3 separate regions of the Mus musculus genome follow, and all the other regions are linked to region 3. The links are chromatin contacts, called in public promoter capture Hi-C maps. All regions are on one chromosome and are shown on one strand. The core of a region is the stretch at or near the end of the contact, and the rest is flanking DNA. Distances in the headings are between cores, read along the strand shown.

Region 1 (4,624 bases), core at 480-2,979, 620 kb before region 3:
TGTGTGTGTGTGTGTGTGTGTGTGTGTGTGTGTGTGTTACACACATATAGGAGCTGGAGGAAGTCTTAACTAAAATTAAGTATGCATCAAGAAGCTACTTGGGAATATGTGACCTTGCAAACAACCTCTGGCACATGGATCTTGTACAATTTGTATGGTTATTTTAATCATTCATTACCTTGTTTTAAATGCAAGTACCCACCTACAAGCTTCTGTTTTTATGAAAATTCTAACCACTACTTTGGAAGTTGGGGTGTCAGAGGTTCTCCAAGAAAAACTAACTTGTTTTCTTCTTCTGTGTCTTGCACAGTGTCATCCTGCTACATATGTTAGAAAGGAACAATGAGATGAGGGTGTCAGTTGAAACTAACTTCTGCTGTAAGCAGTAGAAACCAAAGATAAATGGTAGGTTAGCTGACAAGAGTTGTTTTTCTCCTCACACAGCAATGTCTGGAGATTCATACAGTCAAGGGTACACTCCCAATAGCAATCTTTCTTTTAGCTTTTCAGTCTTCCCTTTAGGGTTCCTGAATACTGCCTCACAGAGCTCATTCCCTATGGACCCCATTCACACCACACTGTGTGGTAATGGCATTATCTGGAATCACATGGTGTGAGCCAGGAGCCAGGGCTTAGAAACACAGCACTCAGATCCCACCCACTTTTCAGAGGGTGTTTCATGCATATTCAATCCCATAAGGTTAAATAGCATCCTCACAGCTATCTCACTCTTCACAATGAGGACATTTGCGTACCGTGCTTGGGTCACTGGCTCCCCCGTCACTCATTTTTGTGGTTTTGTTCTTGCACTAAGAAGCACAGACAACGTTCAGTTTGTCTTTGCCCTCTCCTTTATCTTTCTGTAGTACTGGCTGACCCACATCAGATAACTCAGAGTAGACCACTGCAACTTTTGCATATCCATGGCTGTACTCTCTAGGCCTCTTAGTCTATTCTGAGATAAAGCCTTCAGTTCCAGTTGGTGTACGAGCACACTGATATAGGAATGCTGGTTCCTTTTTCATTCAAAGTTTGTTGGAGGTTGTGTAGCAAACTAGGTTATCTCTTCCTAGACCACCCAAGGGTCTATACAGCTTCCTTCTTGTGTGTGTGTGTGTGTGTGTGTGTGTGTGTGTGTGCAAATGCACTTATGAGTGTATAAAGGTACATGTATGGAAGTCAGGGACAACTAGTAAGAGTTGGTTCTCTTCTTTCAGCACGTGGTTTTCAGAAACTGAACTGATGTCATCATGCTTGCTATGGAGCTCTTTATCTGCTGAGTTGTCTTGAGTCCCTCAGTCTGCTTTCTTGTTACAGCACTCTCTGTGGATGCCTTCAGATTGTCACTGCAGGGGAAACAAAATATGGGAAGCTATGTGAAGAATGTCAGCACCCCATGTAGAAAGAAACACACCACCCAGTTTTTCACGTACTGACCAACATTATTGTCTAAATGCAAGGGAGCAGAGTGAGTCTTTTATGTTCTTGGCAAGAAGAAAGGAGGTGGAGTCAGGTGTAGAAAAGAACCTTTGGTCTCAGACACAGCAGTGCTTCCTGGACTGTGCACATATAGTCCTTTGGATGACAATAAGTTAGCATTACAATGTATCATTTAAAAGTTATGTAGTGTAGAAAGAGTTTGGGAGAACCATTCTGCATAGCTTTATGGCTACTAAAATTTCAGCACCTGAAAAGAGGACAGCTCCCCTCTCTCCAGTGAACATCTGTCCCTTATTAACAGGGCTGCCTTATCTTATTTCCCCATCTCTTGATTAGACTCACAATCACACAGAGGTTAGATTCCCTCGGGGTAGCTACTAAATGCTGAGGAATGGGAATCGATGAATAAATGTCTCAGCCTTCCTGGTTTCGGCGCAAGACAATTCTGTGGTGTGTTCCACGAGGATCTTTCAGCGTGGATCATTCATTAACACACTTTTCTGTTGGCTTTCTTCCTACCCTGCTTGTTTCTTATCTTCCTTATCCTGTTTCCTAAAATCTTGCAATAAACCAAATATGTGAAATAGGAGTTGTTGGGGTTGGGGTGGGGTGGGGGACAAAACAAAAATATCTATTATGCAATTAATTTCAAAACTATTAATTTAATAGTATTCTTTGTTGCAGGATGTTAAGAACCTTTAATATGCAAATGAAATGTTCATTTTTGATTCTTCAAGAAAGTACTGTATGAGACAGTGAGATGGTCTAGCGGTAAAGGCTCTTGGTCCTGCCTGAGGACCTGAGTTTGACTACTGAATCTCACATAAGGGTGGAAGGAGAGAATCTATTCCACAGTTTTCTGATTCCCCAGATCACTGCCCCCCCCCCCACTTACCAAAATATGTACATTCTTCTTCTCTCACACATAAATTATAATAACTTTTAAAAAGTTTATCCAAGCTCAGAAGAAGAAATATCACATGTTCTCTGTTTTTGTAGATCCTACAGGCAATTGAAGGTTACCAAGAGAAGGAGAATGAGTCTTTCCTGGGGATTATAACCTTTCTAATGGGTTATGTTCTCAATACCAAGTGGTCAGCTCCAAACACACATATATATATGTTTACACTAAATGGACTCGGTGGGTTACATGTGCATATTAAGGAAGAAGTCAACAACTTGTAAGGAATGGAGAGGGCATGGGAAGAGTTAAAGTGCAGAGGAGGGGGTCTAAACAATGTAAATACAGTCAATACTCATATATAAGAAATTCAAATAAAATGGAGAGAGTCCAAAATATATCTTTTAAATGTGGAAATTAGAAACCCTAATCTTTTATTATAAACTTTTATCACTAAGTCAACTTTCAGAATCAATACTTCATAAAACCCATGACAAGAATCTCTAATCTCCAATCTAGCTTTTTAACTTTTCTGATTTTCAAATAAAGGAAAACATTGCTTCTTCTCAAAGATTTAGAATTGTGGGTGGAAAAAGAAAAGGGTTTTTATGTGTATCAAATTATGACTACCCCAGTTTCATTGCACAGAGAATGAGCTATCTTCTGAGGACCTTATTCCAAGTAAACAGTAAATAGTGGGCTCTAGGGGGTGCTCCCTGAGTGGCAAGACCCTCCCTGAAAAATTCATGCAACTTCCATGGTTCTCAATTGAAAAGATCAAGCTTGTACCCCTCTTTAATTATTGTGTTGAGTAGTGAGATTAAACCCAGCAGTTAAGCACCTCCTGTGTGGGTCTCTGGAGCTGCTATCTCACACTCTGGTTAATCATATCAGCCTGCAGAGGATGATTAGCATAATTAATCTTACCCTGTGATTACCCTGAGGAGGAAGCTGTTGCGAATTGCACAGGTGGGGTCGGGTGAATGAGTGACTGTGTCTGTTTCCAAGTGGCAAAGTAGAATGAGTTGGGGAAGGTTGAGACCAAGCCATAGAGTCATTGGAGTAAGGTGGACTGAGTTTCATGTAGGAGAGGACAGATAGGACAGGAGAGAAGTTTGTGTGCCAGAGCTCAAAGGCTGGGATGTGCTGAATATATAGCCACACAGTTCCACAGTTCCTCTAAGACAGGAGTTGTTTTTTAAAATGTAACCTTTGAAGAATTTCATACACGAGTATATATTTACACCATCCCCTCCTCTCTTCCTGCTCTAACTGTACCCTCAAAATCTCAGCAACATGGCTGCCTAAACAAAAGCTGCACAACAATCCCATCAGCTGAGGTGTCATAGCAAATGAGGGAAATCTGACAGGTCCCAAACCTACCTGAAAATTTACAGTCAGTTAATGTCTGTCAGGAAAGGAAGAATTATTCTTTCCTAGGGTGAGCTCTCAGTATGTTATCAAATCCCAAGTGGTCACCTCTAATTCCACATACGTACAAACCACACTTGACAGGAACTCCTGGAGTATAGTATTGTGTTTTTGCTTCATAGAGTAATAGAGCTTGGCATGGGGATGGGTCCCTATTAACTGGGGGTGAAAGAATAAAACAGGAAACTAAAAAATAGGATGGGGCCAGGAATAAAATAAAAGTACTTTATTAAAACTAAGATGTAGACATTGTTGGGCAGATGGATGGATAACAGATAGAAAATTAAATAAATGCATCTTGCTGACTATGAGCTAGACTGTGTGCTTTTCTTGCCATTATTATTGTTGTTCTTCTTCTCCTCTTTTCCCTACTCCTGCTTCTCCTTTCCCCTCTCTTCCTTTTTTCTTCCTCCATATCATCTCTCCCTCCTTCATCTCCTCGTCCTTCATCTCCTCCTTCTCCCTCTTCCTTCTATACCATCTTGCTTAATTATCTCAGAAATTCAATATTCCCACTGATTTTCAATTCAAGGATGATTATTATGAATGATTGTGTGGATGCTTCAGTGCTTCTTAGAAAAGGGAACAAAATACCACAGGAGTAAATATGGAGACAAAGTGTGGAACAGAGACCGAAGGAAAGGCCATCCAGAAACTGCCCCACCTAGGGATCCATCCCATGTACAATCACCAAACCCAGATGCTATTGTGGAAGTGCTTACTGACAGGAACCTGATATGGTTGTCTCCTGACAGGCTCTGCCAGAGCCTGACATATACAGAGGCAGATGCTCACAATCAACCATTGGACTCAGCGCAGGGTCCCTGATGGAGGAGTTGGAGAAGGGACTGA
Region 2 (4,485 bases), core at 1,327-3,826, 560 kb after region 3:
AGCATCCAGTCTGGGTGGCTTTTCCCACAGGCAGACAGCCAGTCACAACCCTAAGTGCCTGCTAGTGAGGTACCAACATTCAGAGTGCTTTCCACATACTGAGCATCCCCTGTTAGACCTTACTTTCTGTGTGTGTGCACACATATGAGTTCAGTGTGCAGTGTGTGTATATGTGTGTGTGTTCATGCATACAGTGACTACTCTAAACTCACTGGCATTCACAGGATTCACAGGGCATACTGAGTGGCCGTCATTATCTGTCTGTGCTGAGGTCAGCACTGCTGGCCACTCAACAAGAAGATATGACTGTGGCACTTGCCTTTTACAAAGAAAGGTGACATTTCAAAACCCTGCAAACTCAGCCCAGACCATCAGAGTTCTGCTGCCTTCCAGGCTGGTGACCACATTCACTTATGTGAACCAAGGTGTGAAGAGCTGGAGACTTGGCTGGGACTGCAGCTCAGTTGTTGGGTGTTTCCTTGCATGCGCCAGTCTCAGCACTGGGAACATTATTTATATAAGCTGTAGGCCAAGGCCAAGGCTGCTTATCCACACTGCCCTATCAAGGTCTCTTATATCAACGACTGCTACCCACTGAGCACACAAGACTGTAGCAGGGGATGAAGACATCTTTCTTTGACATCACAGCAACTACCAAGAGCAAACAAGTCACCACAGGCACACAGACTCAACAGGTGGCTCCATCCCGCTGACAATGAGAACACGAGGATCAGGAAAGTTGCAGGGAATCCCGGCTGGAACAACCAAGAAGTGGAGCTGTTAAGGGTCAGCCAGGCCAGAGACAATGCTCACAAGCACACAGGAAAAGAAGCATTTGCCAAGGCTTCCCAGTGTCAATCCTCTGTTACATCAGACTAATCCTGTAGGGCTACACAGACAGCCCTTCCTATCCCTCTCACAGATAAAGCAGGGGTGGGTGGAGGCACCCACATTTCTGAAAGAGGCATGGTCCTTATCTTGCAGGAGCAGAGTGGACAAGAAAAGCCTTCCCACATGAAATCACCCCTGAAAACAAAGGCTAACCCACCCACCCATTCACAAACAACTGTTCTGCACAGCCCATATAACTACCAGACACCCAGAGTCAAATGGCCCACCAATGTGGGCCTTTCCTTCAGAAGGTTGGCTGGGAATTCCTGATAGGTCTCAAGCCAAAGATGACCAGAAACAACTAGGATTAATTTCTAAAAAAAAGAGATGAATGAAAATAAAACGGGCTGAGTCCCTGCTGCAGGCACAGCTCAGAGGTATCACAAGAATGTCCTCATGGGAAAGGAACTGACCAAGCTGGTGGCTTTGTCAGGGATGGAAATGGCTTGGGAGGCTCAGAGGCAAGATCCATGGCAGCCCCCAGAGAACCAATTCACCTGCTCCATACCCCACACTGGAGAGAGGCTGAGAAGGGCTCTGGGAACCATGCCTGGCCACTAGGAGAAGGTGACAGACAAGTCGTCCTCACATAGACCTAAGTATCTGTTCAGCCCTGCACAGCAACAGAACTCACACTAGCAGTTCCTGCTCTGCAGCCAGAGGACTGTGGGAAACCTCAGCTCATAGGGAACATGGCTCTGGAGAGTGTTCACGTAAACAGAAAGGTCCAGGCTTGGAGATCTAGGAGATCCGTGTGGAAGTTTCTATGTCACCTCAGATAACTAATGCATTTCCAAGCAGAAATGGCATCCTGGGGTGATGTTAAAGGGGCCTGGAACTTCTCTGGATAAAGTTACTCTCCATCTGACATCACCACTATGGGCTCAAGGTTTGTTGTACTTTGGTGTTTGAAGGAAATGTTAATTTTTACCCAAAGGCTGATGAGGAAAAAAGGCATAATTTTTACACTATCCAAGTGTTGATCTCTGAATGTGATATGGAAACAGAAAGCCTGCCCTCTGCCCCTCTCCTTCCTGCCATTAGGGGTAGGAACGAAATGGCCAGAGCTCAGAAAGCAAAGACAACAGCTAGTCAGGAAAAGGAAGAGCCCTGGCCTCTGATGACCATGGAGTCTCATGCTAGCCCACTCTGCCAACCCCAGTCAGGGCACCGGCCCCAATCCCAACTGACCTAGTCATTGAACATCTATCTTGTTAAACAATTGCTGGTGTGGGTGTGGGTGTGGGTGCGGGCCATCACACACACACTCTTCATTGCCGTGTCCCTAATACTTCCCTCTGAAGCTGGAAATGATTTGCACCACCTGTCATTAGAATATGTCATCAGCAAAACTGATTTGTCCAGAGTCACAAGGAAAGTCAGAAGACAGCCTTACTCTGGCTGCACACAGAAGGTAGCTTAGAAACCGCAAGGCACAGAAGGTTCCTTGCATCCTTTAGCAGATTCACCCCCATGCACCACAATCCGGCCATAGTCTGGAAGCTTACAGCGATACCACGATCAGGTGCACAGAAAGCAAACACTCACTAACTTCATGCTCACTTCAAAGCCCACACCTGCACAGGATAAGCACAGGTGCCCTGCTGGCACACATGCCAGCCTCTGAGAGTACTTACGGACTGTCATGGACTCAGGCACTGAGGCAGAAGGTAGCAAGCTGCTCAGAGGACTTCCTTGGCCTGGAGAACTGGCTTCCCTACTGGGAGGAAGTAGACAGAAGGAAGTTACACTCATCCCAAAATGCAACTTCAGTGTTCACAACACTCTCAGGCAAAACGTTTCCCCAGGAATCTACTGGAAAAACAATGAAGCTGCTCAGCAGATGTCTGAAATTTACTGGTAACTCCAAAACCAATCCAAACACCCTCTGGAAGCCGCTCACTCACGAGGGAAGAGTTAGTCACTCAGTGGGCATGTGTGCAGCTGGGTCAGACAGGAAACCACTGCCTTCCTCTTCCAACTCGTGTACACACGCGTGAACACACGTCCTTTCAGTAGTCTACTTTGTCACATTCTTATGGTTTGTATTGTCACTTTCCCTAGTTAGAATAGTCTCCAGGTCCATGTTCCCAGTACAAGGGCCCCACATATTATGTAAGCTTCATTCAGACAAGCATGAAATATCACTGTCCAATGTCAACAAGTCAACAGTGTTTGTTTCTGATGGTCTCTCATGGATCCTGGGCTGGAATTTTCTATGTGACTGTCTTAGTCAGGGTTTCTATTCCTGGACAAAATATCATGACCAAGAAGCAAGTTGGGGAGGAAAGGGTTTATTCAGCTTACACCTCCAAACCACTGTTCATAGCCAAGGAAGTCAGGGCTGGAACTCAAGCAGGTCAGGAAGCAGGAGCTGATGCAGAGGCCATGGAGGGATGTTCTTTACTGGCTTGCTTCCCCTGGCTTGCTCAGCCTGCTCTCTTATAGAGCCAAGACTACCAGCCCAGAGATGGTCCCACCCACAAGGGGCCTTTCCCCCTTGATCACTAATTGAGAAAATGCCTTACAGTTGGATCTCATGGAGGCATTTTCTCAACTGAAGCTCCTTTCTCTGTGATAATCCAGCTGTGTCAAGTCGACACAAAACTAGCCAGTACAGTGACCAAAGATGATTTTGAACTTCTGATCCTTCTGTCTTCGCTTCCCAAGTTTTATATGGTGCTGGGGATCAAACCCAGAGCTCTATGCATGCTATGCAAGCATTCTCCTACAGCTGAGCTACATCTCTTGTAGATTCTAAACAAGATGCCTTTAAATGAGGACACACAGAGAGGCAGGTTATGCATTATCAGTGAATATAGAAATGCCATAACAACAGGTTCCAGCATCCCCCTGTAAGCAGGCTGGTGCTCAGAGAGGCTCAGAGAGCATAATGCGGGCAGGTAACTGGACTGCATGCATATCTACAATCAATTTCTAATGTGAATAATAGCACTGGCTTGTCCATACGCAGCAGGAGACCCCAAGGCCAGGGCTTGCATTCCTTGATCACTGTTGCATTTGGAAAAGGCTCAAAAACACAAGAAGAAAGGAATCAGAATTCCGGAAGGGTGCAGGGACACCATCCTTTATGAGGCAGGGCTCAGTGGTATCAGCCCCTTCATGGTGTATCATTTTCAGAATCCTATCTGTTCTGGGTGACAAAACACCAAGCAAGGTGTGGGGCAGCAAGGACCCCCTTACCTTGAAGCTAAGTCAAGTACACAGATGGCTAACTTCAAGACACCAAATTAAAATTGTGAAGAGAGAGGAGGAAATAAGAGCAACAGAGATGAGGTGATATTTGGGAGACCAGGGCAATGTTCCCTGCGAGCAACAGGTACACTGGCAACTTAGTTTTCTGGATTTTTTTTTTCTATTTCTTCGATCTGAGCACAAACGTGAGATTGGGCCTCAGTCTTCAACTCCAACAGGTACCACCTGTCTCCAAATGAAAATACAAGGCAGAGAGGTAAACAGCATGGCCCAATCCACTGATGGGCTTGGTGTCCTGATACTGACCTGTACCGAAGGCCAGGCTCTGGGATTATATGGTTTTCTGTTCCTGTTCCATTCTCCAGACTTCCCACAGGG
Region 3 (4,413 bases), core at 615-3,114:
CCAAAGTTATTGAGTTCTGGGAATCATTTTAGACACTTGGGGGAGGGGTTAAACAAAAAGGCAAATAGCTCCCTTAATCCCCAAATGCTTTCTCCCATCTGCTGCGACTTTGCCAGTGATAGGACTTGCATAATGAATAAAGGGAAAGGCAAAGTTGATGAATCAAGGTGCTTGAAGGGTGGAGGGGGCCCGTGGAGTCATCTCCAGGCCAGGCAAGGTGTGCAGCGTTGTGATGGCTGCAGCACAGAGAGGAATAGATGGTGAGGGAGAAATGGAATGGGGAAAGAAGAGGTTCTAATCAAGGACCCTCAAAGCTCTGGGGAAGCGCCAGCACTAGGAGGCTTTGGTTCTGGTGCACTCTCCCTAACCTTTGCTTCATTTTCGCTAGTGTACAAGTTGCAGGAGGTACTCACTCTTTCCCTCCGTTCCTCCCTCCCTCCAACACACAAGCACACGGATCATACACGCCCCCCCCCCCACTTCCTTTCAGGTTCGCCTGCCTCTGTTTACCTCCATAAATGGATCCTCTCCCCAAAACGCAAGAGTTTAAAGACCCGGCTATGTGTCTCAAGACCCACCATCATATCTGGTGAGAGGGAACAGGAGGTGGGCGAGGGGAAAAGAGACTTTCCCCTTCCACACTCGGCCTTCACTCCCACCTGTGCTGAGCCCAATGCCTTGCTTGGCTCAATGCTACAAGGGAAAGTTGTCGTCCTGGATGACATTCCCCAATCGGAGACCTTGGGGTGGAGGGAAGCACGGCTGGGGAATGTTGGAGATGGATGGGAAAGGAAAGTGGACCCAAAGAGGGGGGCGAAGGGGAGGCAGCCCACCTGGACATGTGTTCCCTTTGGGGCCGGTGCGCTTTCTCCAGCCCCAGCTTGGTGAAGATGCCCACCAGCACCATGACAGCCACCACCCCGCAGATGATGTAGACGATAAGGTTGGTCTTGTCCTTGGTGGGGTCGTGCAAGGGGTCATCCTTACGCGCTGGGGGCTTGCCCGTGTTAAGCCAGAGTGGCGTGTCGTAGTTGGTACAGGTGCTCTGGTTCAGTCGCCGCTTCTTAAACGTGCAGCAGAACCGGAAGCCACAAGTCCCGCAGCAGAAGATGAAGTCGCCCGAGCTGCAGTTGAACGGCGGGTCCCACTGGCCCATGACATCGAAGTAGCCCCGACAGGAGTCTGGCGTGGGCGCTCGAGTCGGCGGTGCGTCCGAGCCCCCGACGCCCTCGCCGGCCTCTCCGGAGGCGGCTCCGGAGCGGTTGCCCCCTGTGAGCAGCAGTACGCCGCCCAGTTGCGCTAGCTGCCCGTGCCCAGATCGCTCCTGCGCCCGGCACATGCGGGCACACAGCTCGGTGAGGAAGCAGCCGAGAAGCAGCCGAAGGACTCGGCGCATCGTGTCTCCCAACCCGGGCTGGAGCGCTCGGCCGCCGCTGGAGCCGCTACCGCCGCCTCTGGACGCGCGGCCGAAGCTGCCGAGGCTGCTGGCGGGGGCTGCGGGCCGCCGCTGGCCGCACATGCAGGGAGGCGGCGCGGGGCGCTCGGTGGTCGGCGGCCACTGCGCTCGGCTCAGACTGCGTTCGCCTCCAGCGCGACGCGCGCCGAGGAAGGGGGCCGGCCGGGGAGGAGCGCGCCGGGGCCGGGCGGGGACGGAGCAGGAGCGGGGGCCAGCGCGGGGTGCAGGTCCTGCTGGCCACCGGGGGAGGCGGGGGTGGAAAACAGGAGAGAGTCGCTGTGTCCGTAACTCCCTTCCACCCGCCACCCGGGACTCGGCTCCCCACGTCCGCTCGCTCGCAGGATGCTCTTCACCTCTCTAGCACGCCAAGTGCGCTGGAGAGAGAGAGAGAAGCGACACTTGTGGAATGAAGGGAGGGCCAGAGGGAAGGGGGAAGGGGAGGAGGGCGGATAGAGGAGGGGTGGTGGTGAGCGCTAGCTCGAAAGGGGCGGGGGCGCGTAAAGAGGTGACTCGGGCGGGCGGGGGCGAATAGGGGGCGTGCAGAGAGAGCTCGGGCAAAAGCAGCAAGCTCCACCGCTGCCAGGCTCGAAAGAACAGCTCTGATTTCTCGGCAGGTGGAAAGAACCACGGCCGGGACCTCTGGCACCCTCTCGGGGAGAAAGGTGCTCCTCACCCCAAGCAAAGACTCAGAGGTGGTTCCGCCCTCGATTTCCCCCCCTAGGGGTGCGTGCGCAGGAGCTGCGATTGCAATCTGTCGATCAGGGAAGGGGTGACTAGGAGAATCGGGACAGATTAGATGGCTTGCTCACTCCAAGACACACTAGAAGCAGTGTAGACAAGATCTCCCTCCTCCTCCCGGGCGTGCAGGAACTGCCTTGCCCTTTCCGGGGATGCGACCTCATGCCTGGCGCGAGCCTGGGATGGTTCGAGTCCCTGAACAGAGAAGAGGCTGGAACTGGGAAGGTGGGTTAGGTGTCAAACCCCTTGGGCTGTGGTAAGCACCCCAGAACAGGGGCTTGGGAACTCATATTAAAAGCTGGGTGGTCTGGCGAGGCGGTCAGCGGACAAAGCGAAGGCAATGGCTCACCCTGGAAGGGCTCTCCTAAGAACTCCCCTAGCCCTTAGGACCTGCCGCTTTCTGTCCCTCTTCGCCCCCGCAGCGAACGCTGAGCTCCACAGGAGGGCACACAGCGGCGCCGCCTCTGCGCTGGCAGTTTTGGCGCAGCGCAAGGCCTGGGCACTCATCCTCAGCCACTCGTTTCTGCAGCCCGCGCGACAGTCTCCAGAGCAGGCTGTCCCCTGTCCCCACGGAGCCCCCCTTCCCCGACATCCTCACCGAGGTTGTTTCCTTGGCTCCCAGCATCTCTTCTCAACCTTTCCAAATTTGTTCTCTCTTCCTTTCTCCTGACTGATTCCTCCCAGCCCTCCATAAGCCCTCGACCATTTCTCCTATTTCTTCCTGCCCTCTACTTGAATTTGATTTCAATAGCCCCTAAATCAGGATTCACATCAAAGCTGCTAAGCTAAATTTATATCCCCACACGCCCTGGCGTTTTGTTTTTTAATTGTATTAACTGAGTATGCTCTTTGCAGTAGGCTGGGTGAATCACAGAGGAAGCAATGTTTTCTGTTCCCTCTCCTCTTGTTTGGTTTCAGCTGCAGGACTCTTGGGGGAAATTTTCAAAGGACCACGAAGTTGGGCCACATGTAAAATGGTCTGCTGGGATCCTCTTAATTGATAATTTATGAGAGGATTTATTAAGACTGTGTGGCAAGTTTTTTCCAAATCAAAGGGTTTGGCTAAACTCCCCCTCCCTTTGATGAAAGAAGATTTACAAATGCAGCCCAGGGCCACCTTGGTAAACCACACCAGGTCTTAGAGCCAAGACTGACTGCAGTAGAATGTACTCCAACCCATCCCCCACTGTGAAAAGGAAAGAGAACTGCCAACCAGCTTCCTCACCATAGGACCCTGCAAATAGGGTGGGAGGCATATTTGTCATACTGGCAACCCACAACTGCTACCACCTTGTCCATCCCATAAACATTGGTGTGGGAGCTGATGGCAGCTGACATTTCTCTGTGAGTTATAGCACAATCCCTAAGCTTGCTTTTATTAAAAATCAATAACTACTGAGTACCAGACAACCTGGGGTCTTGTAGAGGAATCAGTGAGCTCAGGGGCTCCCTTAATTCTCTGCTTCTTGGTTAATATTATCTTCCCAATAGCAATGAGAGAAACTGAGCCTCAAAGCAATGAGAAAGCTACCCAGGGAGTTTGTGGAGTGAAAGCTATTGACATTTTACCCAGGAACTATGCTTCCAGAGTCTGTGACTGGCCACTTCCTGTCCCTTCCTAACAGACATGCACCCCACCTTTGATTACGTGTTTCTATCTTTAATGTCTCCAAGCACTGCCATGTAAATAACATGACTAAAATGGCCTTGATAATCTGTGTTCCCAGGCACACAGACAAAAACGAATTGTGAAGTATGTTAGCTAGGTGTTTAGTTAATTAAGATTTTTAACAAGTTATGAATCATGAAATTACTTGTCATGAAAGCAAGAGGACCTGAGTTTACCCCCTCAAACCTACATGAGGAAGCAGAGTGTGGTGGCACATACTTAGAATCACATAGCTGGGGGAGAGGACACAGGCAGACCCCTGGGACACTTGGGCCAGCTGTCTTAACCTACTGAGGGGGATCTCCTGACAAAGGGATGGGGTGCTGGAGAGATGGCTGAGCAGTTAGGAGCCCTTACTGTACTTACAGAGGACTCAGCACCCAAATCAGCTGATTTACAGTTTCCTACAGCTCCAGTACTGGTACATGGCACTCTCTGGCCTGCACCGGAACCCACATGCACTTGCTTCACATAAATTCACACAAACACATAAAAAGATAAATCTTTTAAAAATTAAGTTCTTGAGGAATGACACTTGAGGTTGTCATTT

Evidence for each region. Promoter capture Hi-C pulls out the DNA fragments that hold promoters and counts their contacts.
Region 1: a contact with region 3 is called in a promoter capture Hi-C map of second pharyngeal arch cranial neural crest, with 2.9 times the contacts expected there. The contact joins the enhancer-like site here to the promoter of Shisa9 in region 3. A contact is called at or near these places in 12 of 39 promoter capture datasets (3T3-L1-derived adipocytes, the HPC-7 cell line, embryonic stem cells and 7 more) and 3 of 115 datasets of contacts at active chromatin or transcription factors (astrocytes, forebrain and stem cell-derived neural progenitor cells).
Region 2: a contact with region 3 is called in a promoter capture Hi-C map of the HPC-7 cell line, with 5 times the contacts expected there. The contact joins the enhancer-like site here to the promoter of Shisa9 in region 3. A contact is called at or near these places in 17 of 39 promoter capture datasets (the 3T3-L1 cell line, the C10 cell line, the HPC-7 cell line and 10 more), 1 of 15 datasets of contacts at CTCF or cohesin (hippocampal excitatory neurons), 9 of 484 Hi-C or Micro-C datasets (the N1E-115 cell line, cerebral cortex, cortical neurons and 5 more) and 6 of 115 datasets of contacts at active chromatin or transcription factors (astrocytes, bone marrow-derived macrophages, embryonic forebrain and 3 more).

What each region holds. Positions count from the first base shown.
Region 1 is chr16:12,605,561-12,610,184 of GRCm38.p6, reverse strand. All of the region lies in intron 3 of Gm45919 (a long non-coding RNA gene), which reads left to right. Among named protein-coding and RNA genes, the nearest start is that of Gm45919, 76 kb to the left of the region's middle. Within about 2 kb of position 1,729, at least 6 of the 459 cell types and tissues checked have an H3K27ac peak or open chromatin away from gene starts, as enhancers often do. A contact at or near this core is called in second pharyngeal arch cranial neural crest, where this site is marked.
Region 2 is chr16:11,418,827-11,423,311 of GRCm38.p6, reverse strand. It overlaps Snx29 (sorting nexin 29), which reads right to left. Exons shown (of 21, transcript NM_028964.4): 10 at 4,414-4,485; 11 at 2,529-2,608. Among named protein-coding and RNA genes, the nearest start is that of Snx29, 98 kb to the right of the region's middle. Within about 2 kb of position 2,576, at least 53 of the 459 cell types and tissues checked have an H3K27ac peak or open chromatin away from gene starts, as enhancers often do. A contact at or near this core is called in the HPC-7 cell line, bone marrow-derived macrophages, embryonic fibroblasts and 2 more, where this site is marked.
Region 3 is chr16:11,981,564-11,985,976 of GRCm38.p6, reverse strand. Shisa9 (shisa family member 9) reads right to left here and starts at 1,864. Exons shown (of 5, transcript NM_028277.2): 1 at 834-1,864. The coding sequence starts at 1,396. It overlaps Gm32278 (predicted gene, 32278), which reads left to right and starts at 2,232. Exons shown (of 2, transcript NR_155455.1): 1 at 2,232-2,419.